2 separate regions of the Mus musculus genome follow, and region 1 is linked to region 2. A link is a contact called in public Hi-C data. All regions are on one chromosome and are shown on one strand. Each heading gives the region's core, a stretch centred on a gene start, on an enhancer-like site or on the middle of the called end of the contact. The rest is flanking DNA. Distances are from core to core; before and after follow the strand shown. Region 1 has its middle 22 kb from the start of Vmn2r96. Region 2 has its middle 22 kb from the start of Fpr2.

Region 1 (5,236 bases), core at 2,431-4,930, 650 kb before region 2:
AAAAACTGCGGTTGGCAACTGGGCTGTCTTAAAGACACACAAATCAAAAGGCTGTGACTCATCAATGCGCTGTAATTGAACCTTTTGCAAGGCATTCTCTACCTTTTGTAAGGCCTGATTAGTGGCATAAGTAAAAGTCCTAAGGAAGGAGATATGAGAATCCCCTTCCAGAATATCAAATAAAGGTTTTAACACAGCCGAGGAAATCTTTAAAAATGGTCTCAGCCAATTTATATGTCCCAACAATTTTCGAAAATCATTTAAGGTGTGTAAATGATCTCTGCGAATTTCTAGTTTTTGAGGAGTTATTCTAGTGGGGGATATAATAGACCCCAAAAATGTGCCCACTTCTAAAATTTGCACCTTTTCTGCTGCTATTTGTAATCCCCATTGTGCCAATATCTGTATCAAAAATGGGTAAGATTCTTGCAAAATTGTCATATCCTTGTGTGAAAGGAGAATGTCATCCATATAATGTATGACAAGCAAGGTGGGGAACCGATGTCTTACAGGCTCCAGGGCTGCTTGTATAAAAAGTTGACACATAGTAGGAGTATTTGCCATGCCCTGAGGGAGTACCTTCCACTGAAATCGCTTATCAGGCTCCATATGTTTAAGGGCTTGAACAGTAAAGGCAAACTGTGGCCTATCTTGAGGACACAAAGGTATAGAGAAAAAGCAATCTTTAATATCTAGAATAACAACTTTCCAATGTCTGGGCAGGGCAGATAATGGGGGCAATCCCTGTTGAATGGAGCCAAAAAGGTTCATTTGGGCATTAATTGCTCTGAGATCATGAAGAAGCCTCCATTTTCCTGATTTTTTCTTAATTATGAAAATAGGTGTATTCCAGGGTGAGGTAGAGGGCTCTAAATGACCCAAATGTAGCTGTTCAGAGACCAGTTTTGTGGCTGCTTCTATTTTTTCAGAGGAGAGAGGCCATTGAGGAACCCATACAACTTCCTATGTAAGCCATGGTATGGGCATAGAGCCCCCAATGGCCCCTAGAAAAAACCCAAACCTTGTCTCCCTTTATTACTTTCTTGAGGGATACGTTCAAGTCTACCCTGCTCTCTTTTCCCTAGTCCCTTTCCTTTTTTGTAACCCATTTTACTCATGATTTTAACAGCTTGTGTAGAATACTCATTTCTTAAGGTCAGGCCCTTTTCTGAGAGAACATCTCTCCCCAAAGATTGACTGGTCATGGAAGGACATAAGGGGTAAATAAGCCTCTCTGTCCCTCCGGAGTCTGCCACTCCAATTGTGTAGAACTGATTGTAGGACATGATTGATATCCCAGGCCCTGTAGCGAGTGGGAAGATTTATCTACAGGCCAGGCCCAGGGCCACCAATGTGAGGAGATGATGCTCTTATTGGCCCCTGTATTCATAATTCCCTGAAAGTCTTTACCATTGATTGTTAAATGCAGCGTGGGTCTATTGTTTAGTGGCATAATTAGATATGCTGCATCTTGGCCAGAAGAGCCTATGCGATTGCTTCCATGTTTTGTGTTCTCTCCTCTCTCCCTGTGGGCAATAGGATCATTTGTGCAATTCTATCTCCCGATGTAATGGAGAAAATTACTTGAGGGCAGGAGCAAAGGACCTGAATTTCTTGTAAATGGTGATGATCTACTATTCCAGGATAAACTATAAGTCCTTGCATAGTCAGCAATCCTCGCCCTATTATCAGGCCCACTGTTCCTGAAGGTACGGGTTCCGGGGCTTCAACTGGAATAGGATAGACATTCATTTGTTGCATGAGTAGGAAGTCAGTGGTGGAACGCAGGTCCACTGATGCGACTCCTCTGGGTTCATTTCCTCTGAGTTGCTCTGGCTTTTGATAAATCGACTCCCATATTTGTGAGAGCCCTGGGATCAGGGGCCCACAATCCCGTTTTTTGTTAGGTGGTTGTCAGATTCATTGATTGGGGGCAGGAGCCTCCCCTTTATATTACGAATTGAGCAGCACTCACTAGCTTTGTGATAACCCTTTCCACAACGAGAGCAAAGAGTAGCCACTCGGGCCTGCTCTGGGAAGGGTCAGTCTTTCTTTAGGTGGCCTATCTTTCCACAGTTAAAACAAGCTCTTTGTTTGCTGATAGAGGGGCGCTTTTGTGATTGTAATATGGCTGCAGCCAGCCCTGCATTAGTAAGTGGACATCCTAGTTCTCTACATACCCTAAGCCAATCTTGCAATCCCTTGTTTTTTCTTGGCGTGTTTGCAGTCCTGCTTTCCTGTGTGGCCTGCTCATAAACAAGCTGTTCAATTAATGGCATAGCCTGTTGAGGGTCTCCAAAAACCCTTCCTGCAGCCTCTGTCATTCGTGCTACAAAGTCTGAGAACGGCTCCTAGGAGCCCTGGATAATCTTTGTAAGGTGGCCTCCAGCTTCTCCCTTTCTTGTAAGAGCTTTCCAAGCCTTAATGGCAGCCGCTGATATCTGAGCATATGCTCCCCAATGATAATTAGTCTGATTGGCAGCATACTGTCCTTGGCCTGTTAATAATTCAAAAGTTCATTGCCTCTGATTATCATCTTCTGCCACAGCATTAATTCTTGCCTGATTCTGGGCAGCCTCATACCACAAGGCTTTCCATTCCATGTATTGTCCAATATTAGGTAGAGTGGCTTTAACTGTCATTTGCCAGTCTGCTGGAGTCATTGCTGTATTGGCAAATCTCTCGACCTGTACTAAGGTGAAGTTGGCATTGACTCCATAATTACGGACAGATTCGGCAAGTTCCTTAATTCGTTGATATTCTACAGAAGCATGTATGCATCCTGCGCCGTCTCCAGCATCGAAGACTGGAAAAGCCATCTGAATCTCTTTTAATTCCTCCTGAGGCAGAAAGGAACTAGCACCATATCTTGATTCATATGGTGGAGGCTCTGAGGGCTTGGGTGATGGCTGTATGCCCCCCCTTTTATTAACCTTTTGCTGTACTCTGTGATCAGGGCCATACCTTGCCTCTTCATATCTTGCTGCTTCCTCTTCTAATTCTGCCTCTTCACTAGGGTCTAAATCATCAGGATCTGAGCAACAAGTTCTAGGGCTTCTAGATCTTGGGTGGGATAAATATTACTAAGTTTACCTGTAGGGGGCACGTTTTCACCTTCCCCTTTTTTCACTCCCCCCCGTTTCTAGCATCCGGGGAGGTCCTTTTTCCTTAGACGTGTCTTTTTTCTTTTTACCAGCTCCTAATCTCTCGCTCCGTTCGGTTTCTGACATGCTGTCCTGAACCTCCTCTAACGTCTCTTGTCCCTCAACTACTGCAGGTTGGCAGGTCTCATCTTCTGAGCAATTCTTTATTAATTTCCAAATTGCCTTAGTGCCTAGGCGTAAGTCTCCTTCCTCAAATTTTCTATCTAGGTCTCTTCCTAGTTTATTCCACGAGGCTGTGGTCAGGGAACCTGAACAAGCATACCATGGGGCAACATGGTCAATCTCTTTGACAAAATTTTGTACAGTGCGGGTGGCAATCTTGAGATCTCTCTGCTTAAGGACAACTTGCAGTGTGTTTACAACTGACTGTGATGACCCCATTGTGCCTGCAGTTTATCTACATCCGACTTAAGGCACACTGAAGCAGAAGTGAAAGTAGAAAACCACACTCCACTCCAAAAGCAGAAGTCTGTTCCTGAAGCAGAAGTCTGCTCTCAAAGCAGAAGTCTGCTCCCGGAGCAGAAGTGAAAGTAAAATGCCACGCTCCACTCTCTTATGTACGAGAGACTGACTGAGCTTGACGGTGCCGTCGCTTATCTACGTCGGACTGACCGCACCTCAAAATTAACACCAACCATGATGAACACAATAAGACACCAGGAGAAAGAAGACAAGCACCAGGGTTACCAAAACCAAAACTTCCACCGACCCTTCCCACGGTGCTTCTAGATTGAGACCAAAGTCAAAAGGAACAACAGGCTCACGATCAGACATGCCTCTCCGAAGTTACCTTCCACTGCAGTTCTGAATCTGCCCCGTTTCCAGGGGTCTCCTCAGTGCCGGAGATGTTGTAGTTCCCGGGTTTCAGCACCAGATGTCCCTGTGTGAGAAGGAGTCTCGCCGGCGAGGACACACACACAGGACACACTTGGATCCTTCTGCAGCAAAGCTTAATGGATCTCGAGAGAAAGATGATCAGCTTCTGGGGAGGAGACCCAGAACACAGGAAACTCGGTCCTTAAATAGACCACGAAGAGCGGTTGGAGACGTGTCTTGCCCTGACTGGTTGCTCACCATCAGCCCAGATGACGCCACGGGACAGGCAGGGTACAAGGAATGGAAAAATACCCCAGCACATGCGCAGACTACTTGTTTACCAGTTAGAACACCGGATGTCAGCACCATCTTGTAATGGCGATTGCAAGGGCAGCTCCTCACAGAGGGGAAGGAGCTATGATTTTAATTTCTCCCTCATAATTATTATTTATAACACCTGGATAAATCTGCAGGCCTTTTACAATAGAACTGCTTCGTCCTAAAAGAAAGCCACAAGTTTCTACGGGTAGGGGTCCAAAGACTCTGGTAGGCAGAGTTTGGACTCCCCTTTCTGGGGTTAATACTGTGTGGATAGTGGGATGGAGGTCCAGTCTTGTATTTCCTGGGTTTGACCTGATAAGCTTTAAAACTGATCTTTTTGGCTAGGCAGCAGTTTTATAGCCCCATAAGCTGTTTTCTTTGAGTAAGTCAGGATCTGGGGCTGACCCCTTCCCTCATTTCCCAGCACCTGGCAGCTCAGAATGCCTGGCTTAGACTTGCACTCTCTGGCCCAGTGGTGGCCCTTCTTGCACCAGGAACAAATTCCTGGGGCATGGCCTGCTTGCCTATCCTCAGCACCATTGTTCTTAGGACAATTACTTTTAAAATGATCCAAACTTCTACATTTAAAACATGCATTATTCTCTCATTTCCACAAGAACATTGCTTGTACATGGGTCCCCTGCAAAATTGCACAAGATGGCCCAAAGTCTGCAGAAAGACGGATATATCCCACCAAATCTGTCTGTCCCTTATGCGGTTGAATCGTGGCTCAGCACATTGCGTTAGCATTCTCATAAGCCAATTGCATAACAAAAAGCCTTCCCGTGCCTGACTTTCTAAGGATTCTACTAGCTGAAATTAAAAGCCTGTCCACAAAGTTTTGGTAAGGCTCATCAGAACTCTGCCAAATGCTAGTTAAACTTTTACCAATATCTCTTTTAACTGGCAACAGTCCCCAAGCACTGCACGCAGCC
Region 2 (5,643 bases), core at 856-3,355:
CTGATGAAGCGGAAAAGAACAGCGGCCCCTTGTATAGCTGTCAGGGTGACGTCTTGGCCAGCCGGAAGGATTTCAGGATGAACACGTGTATTCCTAACCCCTGAGGCTGCTTTATGTTAGATCCAGTGGGAATGTGTCCTGTGAAACCTGTGGTGCCCGTGGTGCCTGTGGTGCCGGTGGAGCCATACCCCATGTCCAGGAGCCAGAAAGATCCCGAGGACGCTGACGAGCAGCCCAAGGAAGTGTCTAGGAACGGGAGTCCTGTTCCTGTACTTGACATCTCCCAAGAGCCAGATGGCCCAGCGCTCAGCGGTGGAGAGGAGGATGCAGAGGATGGAGCAGAGCCCCTGAAGGTTGCTCTAGAGCCTGCAGAGCCCAGGACCTCACAGCAGAGTGCCATCTTGCCAAGGAGATACATGCTAAGGGGCCCCGGAGCCTGCCTCTCGGCTGCAGGAGACCCCAGACCCCTGGCAGAGCCTGGACCCTTTTGACTCCTTAGAATCTAAGGTCCTCCAGAAAGGGAAACCCTATTCTGTGCCACCTGGTGTGGAGGAGGCTCCAGGACAGAAGCACAAGAGGAAGGGTGCCACCAAGTTGCAGAACTTCCACAAGTGGTACAAGGATGCCTATGCTGAACACCCTGACGGCAGGAGGGCTCGGTGGAAGGGCCCAACCTTTGCAGACATGGAAGTCCTGTACTGGAAACACGTGAAAGAACAGCTCGAGACCCTTCAGAAACTGCGGAGACGTAAGATAAACAAGAGATGGCTACCTGGGGCCAAGCAGGATCTGTGGCCTACAGAGGAGGACCTCGGGGTAGCAGATGACTTTCTAGAGCCCGAGGAGTATGTGGAGGAGCCTGCAGGGGTGATGCCCAAAGCAGCTGCTGACCTTGATGCAGAGGCCATGAGATACAAGGAGCTGGTTCGAAGAAATGTGGAACTCTTCATTGCCACCTCCCAGAAGTGTATCCAGGAGACAGAGCTGAGCCAACGCATCAGGGACTGGGAAGATACCATCCAGCCCCTGCTCCAGAAGCAGGAGCAGCATATGCCCTTTGATATCCATATCTATGGGGACCAGTTGGCTTCCCGGTTCCCCCAGCTCAATGAATGGTGTCCCTTTTCAGAGCTTGTAGCAGGGCAGCCTGCTTTTGAGGTGTGCCGCTCCATGCTGGCCTCCTTGCAACTGGCTAATGACTACACAGTGGAGATCACTCAGCAGCCAGGACTGGAGGCAGCTGTGGACACAATGTCTCTAAGACTGCTCACACACCAGCGAGCCCACACCCGCTTCCAGACCTATGCTGCACAATCCATGGCCCAGCCTTGAGTGGACAGCACTGAGGCAGGGCTGAAAAGTAGTATACACCTGGAGGTCTTTGCCCCTAATGTGCTATGGGGCCATTCACTCCAGTGCTGCCTCCTGGTTGGCCTAGCCTAATAAAGTGTTGCTACCCCACCTGTTTAAAAAAAAAAAAAAAAAAAAAAAAAAAAGTCTTTTTCGATAGCGGGTGCAACTGTTTCCTGGAAGAGCTCTTTGGCTGTCAGAGGTGTGTCTATCCCTGCAGGAGCTCGATAATTAACGTAGGGATTGAGCTTGAAGCCCGTCAAGTCCGGGACGACAAATTCTGGAACCATTTCTTTTATTTGCACAAACTGCCTATCAGAAGTATAGATGCTTGTTTTCTTGGCACCCCGACTCTTAGTGAAGGTGCTTGGCCCCCGCTTGCTTGTCCACTTGCTCATCTTGTCCGCTCCCCACACCAGGCTTTGAGTCACAGCAGTCAGGAAACCCATGCTGGGCTCTGAATAAATCAGCTCTGGGCTGAAGGCTCTAGAGCTCGGCCCACAAGCCTCTTCTCCCTTTTGACCTGAGACAGCTCAGACACGGTTTCCCCAGCCTGAGCCATTTAAAACACCGCCAGACCAGTCACTCCTCCCAAGGCAACAGCAAAGTCCTCCCTGCGTTTCCAACCGTAGGCGGGGTCAGACACTCCGTAGCAAGAGCCTTGCCAACTGGTCACCAGGGCGCCCAATGCCCAGCCTCAGCGTAGCAGAGGGGGTGCGGGCCTGGAGGCTAAGCCAATCCACGCAGTCGCGCAGAGCCGGATGTGGATCGAAGGTGACGGTCGGGCTCTAGCCTATGGAGCCGTTGCTCTTAGCTCTCATCAACCCCACGACAGAAGGCTCACAACCGCAGCGCCGGAATCCGGCCGCGGGACTGGTGCGAGCATCATCCGTGCTGCCCTGGGTGCTGGGAGTAGGGACTTGCAGACCCTCCGAGTCACTTTCGACCCTTGGTTTCCCGAACTGTCGAGCTATAGAGGACGGGCCGGTGACCGGCGGTCTACCCCACAGTCTGGCGCGTGGCCAAGTCTACGTGGTTCTCTAGTTAATCATCTTTGCTCCCAACACACGCACCGAGCCTGTGATGTCGTCCACACGCTACCCGCTGTGACTGGGTCTCTTTTCGCCCTTCACCTCTCTCCTTTGATACCGGGTCCTCTGGTCCCTCGCTTGCTCTCCTCTGGGGTAGGGGTGTTACTCCTCGGCTATAACCATCTCCTCTTTCCTCACTGCTTTTGATCGAGACCCCTTCTAGGCTGGGATCTTTGCTGTACTGTGAGACCTCTACACCGCGTTCTTTATCTTTCCCCTTGCCTACATCACCCCGCCCGTGTGAGGCCCACCCTCTAGTTGGTCACGTTTCCCTGTCGATTGCCTCCTTCATCCCTGTTCTGCTTCGCTCTTGGGCCACTTTCTTATCTGACCCTTCATAGGATTTTAGAAAGTGTCCATCACTTTTAACAGCCATTCAAAAAGTAAGTTTCGGTTGCTGGAACACAACTTACCACCAGCTGAGATCTCCATCCTACACGGAACTCTTCGGTTCCTGTGGTGGAATTGAAGTACTTGGCTCTCACTACAGACTTATGGAAACTCTGAGAGGAATGAGAAAGCTGAAACCAATCTTGTGGTAGAAATTCAAAATTTCCTAAGATTCCCAGAACCCAGGCAAATGCGATGCTATTGGAACCATTTTATTTCATTCTATTTTTTATATATGAGTGTTTTTTCTCATAGTGGATATGACATGCATGCCTGGTGTTCTCAAAGCCCAGAAGATAGCACTGGATCCCTACGAACTGAAGTTACAGGTAGTTGTGAGAAACAATGTGGGTGCTGGTAATTGAACCTAGATTTCTGGAAGAACAGCCAGTGCTCTTAAATTCTAAGCCGTCTCTCCAGCCCAAGTAGAGTTCTTAGAAACAAAAGTGTAACTATTCTTCCACCATTGATCTGTGGAAAACGTGAGTTCAGTCGCATCATTTCTTGTCCTGGCATATGTGTTCTTTGGATTTGGTTCTGATTTGACTTTACAAACAGTTGTCAACAGTCTGACATGGGCTTTGGCAACAAAACTCCATTCCTTTACAGCAGAGCTATACCAGTTCTTAACCACTGAGACACCACCCTCCCAGACTCTTCACTCTTTAAAAAATTGAGAAGGAGTTGGGACTAGAAGGATGGCTTTGAGATTAATAGCACTAGATGCTCTTCCAGAGGACCCAAGTTTGATTCCAGTAATCCACATGGTGGCTTGCACCATCTACAACTATAGTTCCCTCTTCTTGCCTTGGCAGGTACCAGACACAAACATAATGCACAAACATAAATAAAGATAAAACACTCATACATTTAAGAATAATTTTTATGCTTTTAAAACATGAAGATGGTTACCTACATAGATGTCTCAATGGCTAACAGCACTTACTGCTCTTGCAGGCGATCCAACTTCATTTCCCAGTACCACCAAACAGGTCACAACTCCCTAAAACTCCAGAACCAAGGAAACTAGATATCTGCTCCTGGCCTCTACAGGAGCATATATACACATGAAGACTGAGATGATCACAAGCACAATGTTGCCCCCATGCTTATTAAACAGTTCTAACAGCACATGTATGGATTTCTTTCCATATGAAAACATTCTTCAAGTCTCTGTGGACAACAACTGGGTGCCCTAGCAACCCAGGTCTTTACTAACTCAGATAAAAGGAGAGAGGACATAGACACTACCATAGATAGAGAAATGTCAAAAATAAACTCATGGTCACATTATTTAGTTTGTGCCACAACATCTCCGTCTCTTGTCTCTGTCTCTGTCTCTCTTCATGTTCTCACCAGTCACTCTCTTATGCTCACATTTTGAAAACAGGTTCCCATGAGCCCAACCTGTCTTTAAACACACTAAGTGGACACCTGAACTTCTGATCCTCTTGTCTCCAACACTTGAGTGCTTAAAATACAGGCATGTACAATCCTCACCGGTTTATACAGACCATCCTGCAGGTTAGACAGTCACTCTGCTAATTGATCTATACCTACAGTCCATACTCATCCTCTTTAATATACTGTGGGAATTGAATAGATTTAAGGTCATCATAGACATAAGAATCACTAAACTAAAGCAGAATGCTTAGTTTGCAAGGGTTGTCACTACAAATCAACACACTCTGGGTGTCTTGAAGTATAGCAACTGATTTTGTCACAGTTCTGGATGCTGGAGGTCCAGGATCACAATATTGGTCGCAGGGGCTTCTCTTTCGCTTACAGGTAGCCATCATCTCCTCTCTGCATCCTCACATACACATTTCAGTAAGCTTACACCACCCTGGTGTTTCTTTCTTTCAAAAAGACAACACTTATATTGGATTAGGACCCCACCCTTATGGCCTCATTTAGCTTTAATTGGTTCTTTAAACACTCTAAATCTGAACAATCACATTCTGATGGATTCTGATGAATTTGGGCTTTAACTGGTGAAAGAATAAGAATCCAGTTTCTGCACAAAGACAAGATTATTTTATAAATTGATGAGAGAACAATCTAGAAGCTGGGGCGGGGGGCTGAAGGGAAAAGTGAACCTATCATGTGCCTTAATTTCCAAACAACATGTGAAAGGAAGACAGTGGTTGGCATGAGCTGCAATGAAAACTTCTACCCAGAGAGCCTGTCATGAGATATTTTATAAGACCTAGATAATAGGGGGCCAGGTCAGTGCATGGTATGGGCACTGTGGGTCGGACGCACTCCTGGCGGCCTACACCAGGTACCTGGCACTGGGAGTGCTGCTTGTGGTGCCGCTGGAATGACCTCAAGAAGCCCAGCTGTGGGCAGAGCTGGGGATGCTGAAAGAACAGCTGCTGCTGCACGTGTGTGGTGGCTCATGCCCTGGAGGCCTTCGTAGAGATTCTGCTGGCGGCTGGACAGCTGGGCCACTCAGAGCTGGCCAATGCCTCGGAACCCGCCAACACTTCAGACCCCGCGTGGGACTTCGCCTCTGTGCTCTTCTTGACCAGCACGCTAGTCAACACCTTGGGCTATGGCTCCAAGACCCCACTGACAGATGCAGGCAAGGCCTTCTCCATCATCGTTGCATCTTTGCCTATCACCATGCTACTAATGACTGCCTCAGTCCAGCGCCTGTCACTGCTTCTTACTCATGCACCCCTCTCCTAGCTGACCCTGTCCTGGGGCTGGCACTCGCAGCGGGCAGCCCGCTGGCACCTGGTGGCCATGGTCATAGTGGCTATATTCTTCCTGATACTGGCTGCGGTCTCCCCCTAACTTGAGGAGG

Evidence for each region. Hi-C and Micro-C count contacts between places; a contact is called where the count stands out from the background.
Region 1: a contact with region 2 is called in a Hi-C map of CD8 T cells, with 2.8 times the contacts expected there. The contact joins two enhancer-like sites. A contact is called at or near these places in 2 of 484 Hi-C or Micro-C datasets (CD8 T cells and the G1E-ER4 cell line) and 1 of 115 datasets of contacts at active chromatin or transcription factors (T-cell acute lymphoblastic leukemia).

What each region holds. Positions count from the first base shown.
Region 1 is chr17:18,557,360-18,562,595 of GRCm38.p6, reverse strand. No RefSeq gene overlaps it. Among named protein-coding and RNA genes, the nearest start is that of Vmn2r96, 22 kb to the left of the region's middle. Within about 2 kb of position 3,680, at least 78 of the 459 cell types and tissues checked have an H3K27ac peak or open chromatin away from gene starts, as enhancers often do. A contact at or near this core is called in CD8 T cells, where this site is marked.
Region 2 is chr17:17,906,728-17,912,370 of GRCm38.p6, reverse strand. It overlaps the pseudogene Gm7531, the pseudogene Gm9481 and the pseudogene Gm7535. Among named protein-coding and RNA genes, the nearest start is that of Fpr2, 22 kb to the right of the region's middle. Within about 2 kb of position 2,105, at least 206 of the 459 cell types and tissues checked have an H3K27ac peak or open chromatin away from gene starts, as enhancers often do. A contact at or near this core is called in CD8 T cells, where this site is marked.